3 separate regions of the Zea mays genome follow, and regions 2 and 3 are each linked to region 1. A link is a contact called in public Hi-C data. All regions are on one chromosome and are shown on one strand. Each heading gives the region's core, a stretch centred on a gene start, on an enhancer-like site or on the middle of the called end of the contact. The rest is flanking DNA. Distances are from core to core; before and after follow the strand shown. Region 1 holds the start of LOC100274092 (dolichyl-diphosphooligosaccharide--protein glycosyltransferase 48 kDasubunit). Region 2 holds the start of LOC542624 (cellulose synthase-4). Region 3 holds the start of LOC542351 (kinase associated protein phosphatase).

Region 1 (4,173 bases), core at 614-3,113:
AATCATAGCTAAGCCTACTCTAGTCAGTAATGAACTCCAGATATATATGGCAAGTTTACACCACATCTTCATAAAAGTGCAATGTTAAGAAATAATATTATAGCTAAGCCAACTCTAGTCAGCAATGAACTCCAGATATATATATAAGTAGCTAATTTTAATTGGAACAGACATATTTTTAGACATAAGTATCTAAGTTAATACTATCAATTGGTTAACCATGGAAAAACTCAGTACAGTAACCCAGACTGAATATAGAAGTAGGCACAGATGTACAGAACAGCATATTAAGACATAATATATGGGCACACTTTAACTGAAAATTTAGGTAGTACGGCCAACAAGATCAAGTCAAGATTATCACTGTTGTAGTGTTGTGATAGAAAAGATGAACAGAAAGCCTGCTAACTGTGAATGCTTAGTATACACATGCTATTCTACACCCTAGGTGTAGATTAATATTCTCAACCAAACTGTTATAATGAACAAAAAAATCAGTAGTCATTGTGTCAATAGTATTCAGTATTTCATAGTCAGTTTTAGCTACTAGGTGTAGTATAGTGCTCTAATGCTGAGTGCCTAAGTATATTAAATTATGGATCCACAACAAAACAGAATTGTGTATTGATAAGTTCGGAATAAGAGTGCACACAAGCATTCAACCTCAATTCGGTTTAATCCAATGAACATGAAAATGTGTAAAAGGTTAGAAAGGTTATGAAGATTCTTAGCATCGCTACTAACCTCAATCTTTTCAGACCCTAGTATCACATCCGAATGGATAAGATCGTCACCAGCAATCAAGGTGTGATCACCTTCAACATCTGTGACGGCATAGTTCATATGGTCAATAACCATTGCCTCTGGATCCTGAAATCATCAAAAACAATGTTGGCTCATTGAGGTCAACGAAAATGTTAAAGATAGGAAGATGCCAGGCCACAGAAACTACTTGCCTCATCAAAATCAACCCCACACTCTGTTGCAATGCCACGAATGAGATCAGAGGCAGAGGAATCTGCCGCCAGGATCATGTCATGCCCAGCATCAATAAATTCGAGGACTGCGTTCTGGTCCACTGATCCACCAAAACCTGACGTGAAATAAAGATTGGCTTTAAAAACAAATCGGGTTCAATCAAGTATTACATCATGGGCAGAGATCAAGGCCCGTTCAGTAGTTTAGTCGAGCAAAGAGCTGCAGTAATCTAGTCAATAGCGACAGGCAACAATTAATACCCTTAGGTCCGCTTCTTTCAACTGGAACTAACTGGCTACCGTCAACTTTCAGGTGAACCTGATTGCATAAATCCTCCGGTCACGGGAAATTCTACCGCGAAATCCCGAATTTGCCATTTACCCGCAGCAGATCACAGAACTCCACTCCACGAGTACGGGTCAGATCAGAAAAGCAGTCAGACTCCGCACGCAAACCATCCCTATTCCCGTCGAATCTATCACCAGAACACACCAACAACAACACAGATCGGGATCCCCGAGAGGCGAGGCAGGAAAGGAGCAATTACGTGGTGTGGAGGGGGCGAAGAGCACGAGGCCGTCGTAGAGGTACTGGCCGTAGCGGTGGAGCGAGAGCTTTGGATCGTCAGCGAGGCGGAAGTCGAGATCGAACCCACGCGCCTGGAGCGAGCCGAAGAAGGCCGAGTGCGACGACCGCACGGCCAGGTCGTCCAGGAGGACGAGCAGCCGGCGCCCGCGGGGCCCCTCTTCGCCCCCTTCCGCGGCCACGAGCGCGAGGAGGGACGCGAAGGCGGCGGCGAGGAGGAGCAGGACGTGGCACCGCGTCGCCATTGCTGCGCAGATCTCGTGTGGGGGTTTTGGGTTGGGTTTGGAGTGGCGCAGCAAGCAGAGCAGGCAGCGACGGAGACGACGACTCGGAGAGGAGCTATAGCGTGCAAAGGTGGAGAGGAAGTGAGCTGTCTGGGCCGTCCGATCGGAGATCGAATGGCCCGGAGACCCGGATCGAGTTCGAGCTTTGCTGCGGCTCCAAAGCGTGCAAAGGGGTCTGTCTCTGACAGGAGGTCCCACGTGAGGCAGCTAGCATTTTCCATTTTCTTCCTTTGCTTCTTTGCGGAATTTGCTTCCGCACATAGTTTTAATAGATGAAATCAAACTGCTAGCACTGCTTTCATAATCAACAGAAGCAAAATTTCCTGTGTTTTTCCCAAAAAAAACACAGAAATTTTTTCCTGCGAAAAAAAAACCAGAAAGATTACTGAAAACGAGCTGATCCCAGTGATCAGAACATTATTAGTGATCTGTTCCAACTACATGTAACATCAGCAATTCAGCATGGTTCAGATCATATCATATGCTTCTCCTTGGGGTTCTCTTGTAAGACTAAGAATTACCAAAAAAGCAAATCATCCCTTAACAACACAAATCAGTCGTCAGGAGAAGCCATGCAAAAAAGCAAATCATCCCTTAACAACACAAATCAGTCGTCGGGAGAAGCCATGGCTTTCTGGATAGGTGATCAGCACAAAAAAAAAGGTCGCCTTATAACAATCTTCAAAATCTGCCAGAACAAACGTTGATCCACACCTCTCCGTGGCACAATTGCCATAATCTCAACAAGAAACTCAGAATGACCCAGGACGGTATGACCAGATGTTCTGAATGCCGATCAAGGCAGTTATCTTCATAATCATCACGCAAAGCTCCAGCCCGGGATGACGAGAGGTTATGAATGCGGACCAAGGAAGCACATTCGTATGATCATTGATCATACTAGCTCCTGCTCCTTGAAGCTGGCAAATTTAGCGTTCTCTCTGTCGTGCTTGAACACAAGGTACAGGGGGCTGTAGAACAGGACACACACACCGAAAGGCACGATCATCATGGTCAGCAGCCCCCTTGAGAGCGCGTACGCCCCTTCCGCTGACCCGTTCGCAAGGTTCACGGTCTTGGTATCATAGCCATAGATCTTCTCGGTGATTAGGCCCACGGCAGGGGCAGCCAACGAGGCGAATGAGCCCTCGAACGCGCGGTCGAAGGCGTAGATCATGGTGCGGTGCTTGGGAGGGACCACCTCGGCGAACATGGGGTTGTTTGCCGAGGTGGCGCACCAGCTTATCGTGATGCCCATGAAGAAAAGCGTGACGGCGAAGGCATACCAGTAGTCAACTGACTGGGGGATGACTGTGAGGAGGATCCAAGAAAACGGGATGCCCATGAAGGCACTAAACTGGGCACACATGACCCGTGCCGAATCTGGGAAGTACTTTGACAGGTGATCTGCTATCACCCCGCCAATAAATGCTCCGCTGGCACACCCGATGGCGAAGAGGCTGTTCAGTGCTGCTGAGCTGTTGTTGTCAAAACCTAAGAGTGTTCAACGATGTTAGAATTCAAATTTTAAGAGCATTGTTATCAGACTTTTTATTAAAAGTATATATATGGTTGCTATTGTACCAATGAGTTCGAACCACATTGTGAAGAAAACTATAGCAGTCCACGGCAACGAGCCAATGATCCCTTGCAGGACAATGATCTGAAACGTCTTCACTTTCATGACAGATCTTGTTGCCACCCAAGAATCCCTCCAGATAGAAGGCGGAGGAAGAACATCTTTGCTTGATAGATGCAACCTGGGAGACAAGGATAAAGTTCATATTCAGTTATAGCACCATTCCAGATCCCATGTTGGTGTAACTTGGCTACAATACAGAAACCTACTAGAAGGCTCTCAAATAACATTAGAGTTCCTAAATGTGGTTTTGCTACACAACGAATGCAAAATAGTTCAGACTAAAAAGAAAAGGTAATGAAACATACACAAAACATCCGACCCTGGTTTAATTCCTACAAGAAAATGAAGAATGTTTAATGGAATAACACACTTTCAAGGAAAAATGTAACATCATGATGAGATTCTATCCGGCAGAATCAGAATCCTTTTTATATACTATTAAATTGCATACACCAACCAGTTCAATCCAAAAGCTTAAGCTGGTGGAAGGAGGTAGACAATTCACTTATATTATATTCTAACACTCCCCCTCACATCGAGCCTCTGACGTGGAATATAGGAGCGAGCAACAATTATTTTATTTAATTGACCAGTTCAATCCAAAAGCTTAAGAGCATCTCCAAGAGCTCTCCATAAAACGACTCCTCAAAATCAGTTTTAAGGGACATCTAAATAATAAGTGGG
Region 2 (4,173 bases), core at 1,218-3,717, 470 kb before region 1:
AATTTTACTTTGTGTTTGAACAACATACTAGAGAACTGGAAAAGAGATCACCTTAATGCCAGCCTATCAAGGTACGTCTCCCGGTTGATTGGAAACCACTTAGGGAACTGATCCAATATCCACGAAAGAGCAAACCAGATCTCACATATAACAGATAGAAGCCATAATGGGTATGCATTGCGCACAGGATTTGTGATACGGTAGTGCAAGAAGATGCTTAGAACAATCAATCGCAGCACAATGACCATCCTGTATGGATTTATCCTGGAGGAAGGAAGTGGAACTTTCCTAGATAGAGGCTGTCGAGTTTCGTCGTTCCTGAAATTCAGATGGCACAAAATTAATGTTCAAATATGTGCTGAAGAAAACATAGCAATAAAGGGTTGGATTGACACAATTGCCCACCGTTACAGTGATTTGAGCATGACAGGTTTGTGCATTAGTTGAAGTTATGCACATTTAACAATTCTAGGATATAAATATAATATTCCGCTTTCTAGACTAAAGTACACCCTTCAGTTTGATTTTGTAGTCGTCTTAATAACAGAATACAATGTGTGACCTTCCATAAAAGTGTAAACAAGTCATTAATTTGGGAACATAAAGGCAAACTTCCAATTCTTAACTTCATCTGCACAGAAGAAATAACTCAAGTTTTTGTTTTCCTTTTTTGTGAATGTAACCATGCTAATTAAATAAAACATTAGAACTAAACAACATACCATCCTGTAAAACATGAGTGAGCTGAAGGAGGGTGTTGAAACTCACAATAAGGCATCTTCCATGTTGTAATCAGTTGATGCATCAATATCACCAACACCCCGACCCTCAGAGGGAGCAATGCTTGTGCCATTCGTCATGGGAATCGTCCCCTTGTCCTGCTTCATTTTCCAGCCATCAACCCTCTCTTTCCAGGCAACATTCCCAATGCTACCAGAGAACTCCCTTGACGGATTTGCTGGCAAGGAGCAAGAAACAATCATTTAGATCTTCACATCACACAGGCGCAATCTCAAACATGAGAGACCGTGGCGAGAAATAAACATACGCGAATGGTTCACATAGGGAAATGGAGCACGCTTGCCAATGTTCCCAGTTGGGGACATCATATGATGGTCAGGGGAAGCACCAGGGATTTCTCCTGAGATCTGCAGATCAACTCAGAAAGTAAGCATAATTGCACATCCTAAGAATTTTTTTTAGCACAATGCCTCAGTAGTAGTGGCACCAACCTGGCTGTTAGTGACTGATGGGATGTATCCCCGAGGGATCTCGCCACTGTCATACTTGGTAAGCCCGATCTCGCCACTGTCATACTTGGGGCGACCAACATCCCCGCTGCCCCCAGCGTTCATGCGCCAGCTGCGCATTCTGTCGGCAATCTTCTGCTTCTGGTCTTCATTGCCAGATGCAGGGTAGTTGAAGTCGCTATCGGCATCAGTGTCGTCTCCTTCCTCCCCACGGATCGCCGGGCTCCCTGAAGGATTCATACACAGCTCAGAGAATGCTTAACAAAACCTGCCGATCATCTTTTTGCTATTCTTGAGCAAAGTCCAGGATGTCACATCGTATGCAACTCCAGTTATTGTTTCCCCCCTAACTACAATTTAAGAATTCACACGAAGACAAGTCTAGGATCCAGTGATAGCGACAGAGCTAATATGCCCTCTCTGACAAAAAAAGCCATGGGATCCATCACAAATAGAAACAATACCATTTTTTTGCTGCTCCTGATCAAAGATCCGAACTTTCGTAGTCACTCCAGAATTAGGTTCAGAGATAGCTATACCAAACAAATGGAATGTAGAAGGGACTGTAGAATTACCCTTGTGGCGCTTGTACTTGGTCTTGCACTGGGGGCACGCCTGCGTGCCGTCCTTGCGCTCGTACTCGTAGCAGGGGCGGCACACCGGAAACCCGCAGACGTCGCAGGCGGCGAAGACGTCCCCCTCCGCCGTGGTGCCCACGCCGTCGCCGCAGATCTGGCACACCTGTCCGCCACCGCGCCTCCCCGACTTCTGCACACACACACGCACACAGCGGATCACGAGATTCGTCAGCCTTTCTCTCCCAGGATCCACCCGCAGCACGGAACGGAATGCAGCTGAGATCTCCCGCCACTCACCACGCCGTCCGCGTCGCCCTCCATGGCAAGCGAGCTCGCCGAGAAACGTCGAGGGAGCTGGCCTGGAGCCTGGGGCCTGGGCAGAGCCGGCACCAGTCCCGAGATCCGAGCGGGGCACGGATCAACACCGCATCTCCCGCTGCGAGAGCGCTGCTGCTGCTAGTAGTAGTAGTAGCGGGGCGGGGCTTAACTATACGGGGGGAGGAGGGACGAGAGAAAAGGACAGGGCACCGCACCGATGGAGGAAGCCGCGGCAACGTGAGTTGGTTCCGCTGTCGCTGTCGACGCGAGGGATTAAGAATTGACAAAAGATTATTGCAGCGGCGAGACGGTTTTGATCCTAGTTAATTCGCGTGCCTCTGGTGGGCTGGGTTGGGATTAGTTTAACGCCGAGTTGGCGGGAGGCGGTGTCGGGGAGCATGTGTGCCAGTGAGGCGGAGGTGGAAGAAGGGTGAGCTGGCGCCGCGGGGGGCCCGCCTGGCAGTGAGAGCTCACTGTCGGTCCTGAGGACCGACGGAGGATATATGCTGGAGCCTGGGGGTCGGACTAATTGCTAGGTCCACGAGTGTGAAATGTGGCGTGTGTGTTTCCCATAAATTAAGTCCAACAGCTCATCATTACTGATCTATAGTTATTTTAGATAGATCAATGCTAATGTAGGGAGTAATTAGGGTTTTTATGACAGGTTCTACTGATAACGAAAGCAAAAAGATCATGCAATGCAAGACTCCTAGGGTTATTATTACATGTAACATACACTATAAGGGCATGTACAATGGGTGTCTTAAGTTGTGTCTTAGAGTATGTCTAGGGGGGTGAATGTAAAAAAACTCAAAACACGTATCTTGACGAAGACACAGTGTCTTAGCTCTATGTTTGAGATAGGAGACTAGCTGATTGGTTACTTTAATTTATTGAATTCTCTGATTGGTACAATAAATATCGTAAGACACATGTTTTAGACATGACCACTGTATTATGTTGTGTTTTAATTGTATCTTATACTTGGAGTACCGTGCAGCCGTGTCTAGGTTGTACATGCCCTAACATCGTACACAACAAGGATTTTTCCATATGTCTCTTGGTGCCAACAGTAGGTACGGTTATTTAGATATTTTCAACGGGTAGAACATTTATTTAGAGTTCCTAACATATATCGACACACATGGAAAAAAAACTGCATATTGCAAAAAGCTATCATATAATTGGACATTTAAGCCTCCTTTGGATCAAAGGATAACTTCCTAAATCCTTCTCTTTTTCCTGTGTTTTTGAACTAATTCCTACGAAATTCATATATCATTCGTGTGAAATTTCTGCGTTCCAAAGAATGCCTTATTAAGGTCCTGCTTATTTACCCTCTAGATTATATAATCCAAGTTAAGAGACAAACAACCATTAGGTGCTTATATAATCCATAAGCTGGATTATATCTCTACTACCTATTAAGACGGTAAGAGGTAGGCTGCCCCATTCCGTGTTCTGCCATTCCCATTCCGTCCTCACTGCAAAGCTCATTCTCATTCCCAGCTCCCACGTGCATCCCACGTCTAGCTAAAATTAAATTAAAAAAGGGGATTCGAACCCGCGACCTTTCAAATAAATGTGTTTATAGCTACCACTACACCACATATGTGTTTATGTCTACATCTATTATAGTAAAAACATATAATACATCTCTCCCGAAGCCCACCTGCTACCCTTGCACAATGTGTAGTAGTAGATAAGTATCACTGAGATTATTAAATTATATTTTTGGATTGAGGGAGTAGTATTTAAAGAAGAGCCTTGCATGCAATTTCTTTTGTTTGAATAATGTTTTCAACTTAAATACTTTTTTTGCATGTGTAACATTTATTCTCCATAATATTTTTCTATGGATCTAACTTATAAATCATTTTCATAAACCAATGTCAAAGATGAATCCATGTTTCTTACTTGGAAACCCCGAACAAACACCACTAGCACGAGGCGCTCGCGTTGGCGTCGCTCACCGACGACGAGAAGAAACTTGGCGACTGTCAGTTCGAACTCTGGAAACAGTCCTA
Region 3 (4,173 bases), core at 508-3,007, 310 kb after region 1:
GCCAATCGGCGGCGACAATCAATCAGGTCAGGGTGGTTATGAGTGAGGTCATTTCGCTGACTTGTGTTGGCCAGGCTCCTCAAATGCCTGCTCGCCGCCTCTACACCTGACCTGTACTATGTACTAGAATGTACTCCCTCCGACCCGACCACATGATTTACTCATTTTAGGTTTATCTTAAATCAAACTGTTTTAATTTGACCAACAATATATATAAGATTAAATTATTTTAAACCAAAAGAATTACATATTATGGTAGTTCAAGTTTTAATAAATCTAATAACTTTACTTTTATCTTATAAAATCTTATTGAACATCCGTTGTAATCGGCCAAAACGACTGAATCATGTGAACCGAGGGAGTAGCATGCAACCACCAGTGCTGCGTAGTAATTCTCTTCAATGCTTATTGGAGTTGGGCCCCTTCACGCCTATAGCGTCGATGTGATAGCTGCTAGCACAATATATCACCAAATGTGTGGGGTGCGGCAGCAACCCTCCTAGCGTCGATGTGCGTGCTAGAAAGTGTTTGCTAGTGAAGGGGAGAACTTAGAGTGAATCGCTGTGGAGGGTAGAGATATAGGAGGAGAGAGTGTGCTGATGTGACACACTAATGGGATATAGGGGGGAAATTTAGAGGAAACCACTAAAGACAGTCTAAACAATTTAGGCTAGTTTGAGAAAATTCTCAAGGGATTCCTATTTCCCGAGGAAAAATGAACTAATTTTCTTTAAGAAATAGAATTCCCTTGAAAAATAGGGTCCCAAACTAGTTCTTAGAAGGTGTTAATATTTCCCTTCTCTTATACCTCCACTAGGCATGGTGAAGTAAATGGAATGGGTCCATTTAAGTTATGCAATTTTTAGTGGCAAATCTTGGGTACGAAAATGAAAAAAAGTTATATGAAGAAGATTGTATAACTAAAAGGTGTTTGGTATGGTTCATAGCAAAATTCCAAGCAGAAGCTCGTCTGAGCCAGCCAAATATCCCAACTCCAAAGTTATAAACTGTATAGTTTTGGTAGTTATACACATTTTTAGGAAGTACCTATTATACTGCTTCTTGAAATTTAGAGTAGAGCTGTTTTTTGGGTGCAACATGATAATGACAAACACCCCTACCCTAATGTAACCACTCTTTCTATATATCAACCCCGTTGTTTATGGTTTATGCATCTCTAAACATGGTATTTGGTGCCTCAATTCATCAAATTATCCACCTCACTACAAAAAAATATATGTATGTCGTCTTATTAATTATTGAAGATTTTTTAAAGAGATCCTAAGTGAGAATGATATATAAACAAATAGATAAATAAATCAATGGATCAATTATATGCTACATGGAGGATTCTAACCCAACGCATATATTTTTTTCAAAGATGATGCAGTCATCCAAAAAGCAATGCATATACAACATAACGGATCCAAAAGCAAAGAAAAATCACATTTCTCAGTATATGGACCATTATTCCTTAATTTAAAAACTTAGACTAAATATAACAAGCAATTATATGCTAATTGCCGTACAATATATAAACCGTTAACCGGTTCTGAAAATAAGAACAATCAATCAAACAAAACCAGAAACGAAAAGTAAAACTCGCAAGGAAAGTGTGGGCGGAAGCTCAAGATTCATGTGTGTTGCCTTGCCCCCAACAACAAAAAAAAAAGTGCTTTGGCTCCCAAAAATAGGCCCAACAAACCCACGGACTAACACACGCGCACGCGTACAGCAAAGAAATGGCGATGGCGATGCAGCCATCTTAGCCCCCCTCCCCTCTCCCTACCCTCCATGGCCGTCCCTCCTCTGCTGCTCGTCGCCGTTGCCGTAGCCGCGCTCTCCATCCTCGTCCTCGTCGTCTTCGCCTTCCGGCGATGCAGGCGGCGGCGGCAACGCCACCCGCTGCAGGCCGCGGCGGTGGCCCCGACCCCGGTCGCTGTCCAGGTGAAGGCCCAAGCTTTCTTGTCCTCTTCTTGTTGCTTCTAATCGCCAGGATGCGAAACCTCGATGCTTTTTTACGCGAATCTCTGGTCTCGGTGTTTCTTGGAAGAATATACACGAGGATCGCCGGTCGATTGGGGATTCGGGGTCCTTGCTGCCGCACCATTAGTGGAGAATTCTTGGGCATGTCCTGCGGCGCATTTTCTCTACTCTGTGTGATTTCTTCAAACGTTGGTGATTCTGATTAGGGTGTTGAGGTCCATCTCTAGTTGGCTTGTTTCTTGTAGTATTGTAGATAAATAGTATTGCATTGATGGTTTGAGGCTGTTTGATTTGTTGTGCCACTGTAGTAGTTGAGGCATGCTTAAGGTTGATTAGGTTGTCGATGCTGCTTATGTTGCTATCAATCGATATGAATTGGCCATCAGTGAGAGGAAAGTATTGTTGTTACATTTTGGTGTCCAGTGATCATGATACCAAATGATTGCCTTTTAATTTTTTAGTTGATGGATCGTGATGAGTAAGGAGTATCTAGTTCCCAAGCGGTCAAGAAACTCCTTAATAAGAAGTTTTTTTAATCTCTCGGAGCTATTATGCACCAGAACATGCTGGATGCTGTGAGCCAGGCAATGACACTTAGTTCTACAAGGGTGTGTTTGGTTGCCTGGCTAAGGGCCTAACCAGGCATCCCTAATGCAACTCTCTCGTATTTGGTAGCTGTATAAGGCCTTAAGCCTGGCACAAAGTATGCAAAGTAGGGGGGCTGGCCTGTCTTCCTGGGAATGCTCGATCCCGCCATTCCCAGCAAGCCTGGCTTGTCCAACGCTGATGCGGCTTTTTGCGCGCGCCCGCTTGGCCTTGCTTGGCTTCGTGTTCGGGACTAAAGCCTATTCATTAACCCGGAAAGACCCAGCTAGCACAGTAAACCTACCAAACAGACCCACATTGCATGTCCAAGCCCACCGAGGCTACCTCTAGCTATCCAGGCAACCAAGTACACCCTAAGGAATCTGAAAGAAGGATTAAATTTGGACCTTTTTCATATGAGCGCAGGAGAACTGTGCATCTTTATATATTATATATAGAGAGGAAAAAAGAGCACAAAGAAAAGAAACACACACACACACAACACTCTTAACCCAAAAAGAAGTCTAGGTTATAGACCAACCACCCCTTAACCCAATAGGATGTCAAGGGCAAGTTGCAATTTGGACTTCCTTCATTCCATTGTTTTTGTGCAGGAGCTTTGGTTATCGTGAAGAACTCATTTGTTCACACAAGCAGGTCAGTCATAAAAGTAAAAGAAAAAAAAAGGAATAAAAAGTTGTGTCGAAAGTCATGACATAAGGTTAGTCAAAACCTGTGTTTTCAAGTCGTCCGACTAATCGCGATTAGTCGCGATTAGTCGGGCTAGTCGGTTAGCAGAGCTCGATTAGGCAGCCGACTCGACTAGAGTACCTAATCGCCCTGGTCGTCCGACTAGTCGACGATTAGGGCCGATTAGTCGCTCGATTAGCCAGTTCTGGGCGACTAGGTTTAGGACCTAGATTTTTTTATTTCCTGGCTTCGTGGGCTTTTTTGGCGGGCGGCCCGACTACAGGCAGTTGAAACGCCAGCCGTCTCTACTGAAGATGGAACGCCAGCCGGCAGCCGCCTCTTCTGTCTTCTCTTTATTTCCCTAATTCCCTACCTGCTCTGGCGGCTCTTCTTGAGTTCTTGTTCTGGAAATTGGAATCCAGGCTTCCAAAGTCCACTGATCCACTCCAGACTTCCAATCCAGCACGCGCGAATCCATTCCAATCCCGAGTTCCAGCACGCGCGAATCCAGTTCTTCCAACTTCCAAGTTCTGGACTTTACCGACGGACTCCAGACTTCACCGACGGACTCCAGAAATCCAGATTAATAACTAGTATCTCTGTTGTTTCTCTGCTGTATCTGGTATCTGGTACTGGTATCTTGGACTTGTAGTATTAATAACTAGTAAGTGTTTCTCTGCTGTTTTCACTTTTCAGTATTGCTGAATTCATGTCATGTTTACCCTATCCTTCATAATATAGTATATGAAGTTCATATATACTATATAGTTATATAATTATTTACTATATAGTATAGTAGTATATATTATATAGTATATACATAGGTCCTGGTCTCCTGGATGAACAGGACGACCAGTAAACGACCAGGTCGACCAGAGCTCGATTAGTCGGACCTAGTCGACGACTAATCGA

The links. Hi-C and Micro-C count contacts between places; a contact is called where the count stands out from the background.
Region 2: a contact with region 1 is called in a Hi-C map of leaf, with 4 times the contacts expected there. The contact joins the promoter of LOC542624 here to the promoter of LOC100274092 in region 1. A contact is called at or near these places in 2 of 25 Hi-C or Micro-C datasets (leaf and tassel).
Region 3: a contact with region 1 is called in a Hi-C map of endosperm, with 3 times the contacts expected there. The contact joins the promoter of LOC542351 here to the promoter of LOC100274092 in region 1. A contact is called at or near these places in 9 of 25 Hi-C or Micro-C datasets (bundle sheath, ear, endosperm and 2 more).

Annotation. Positions count from the first base shown.
Region 1 is chr7:19,610,683-19,614,855 of Zm-B73-REFERENCE-NAM-5.0, forward strand. LOC100274092 (dolichyl-diphosphooligosaccharide--protein glycosyltransferase 48 kDasubunit) reads right to left here and starts at 1,864. Exons shown (of 13, transcript NM_001148471.1): 1 at 1,526-1,864; 2 at 957-1,093; 3 at 745-870. The coding sequence starts at 1,808. LOC100272358 (oligosaccharide transferase1) reads right to left here. Exons shown (of 4, transcript NM_001317394.1): 3 at 3,432-3,607; 4 at 2,492-3,341. The coding sequence ends at 2,743.
Region 2 is chr7:19,138,243-19,142,415 of Zm-B73-REFERENCE-NAM-5.0, forward strand. It overlaps LOC542624 (cellulose synthase-4), which reads right to left and starts at 2,468. Exons shown (of 14, transcript NM_001112151.2): 1 at 2,126-2,468; 2 at 1,826-2,018; 3 at 1,233-1,477; 4 at 1,049-1,148; 5 at 769-958; 6 at 52-318. The coding sequence starts at 2,149.
Region 3 is chr7:19,918,010-19,922,182 of Zm-B73-REFERENCE-NAM-5.0, forward strand. LOC542351 (kinase associated protein phosphatase) reads left to right here and starts at 1,758. Exons shown (of 13, transcript NM_001111928.1): 1 at 1,758-1,947. The coding sequence starts at 1,795.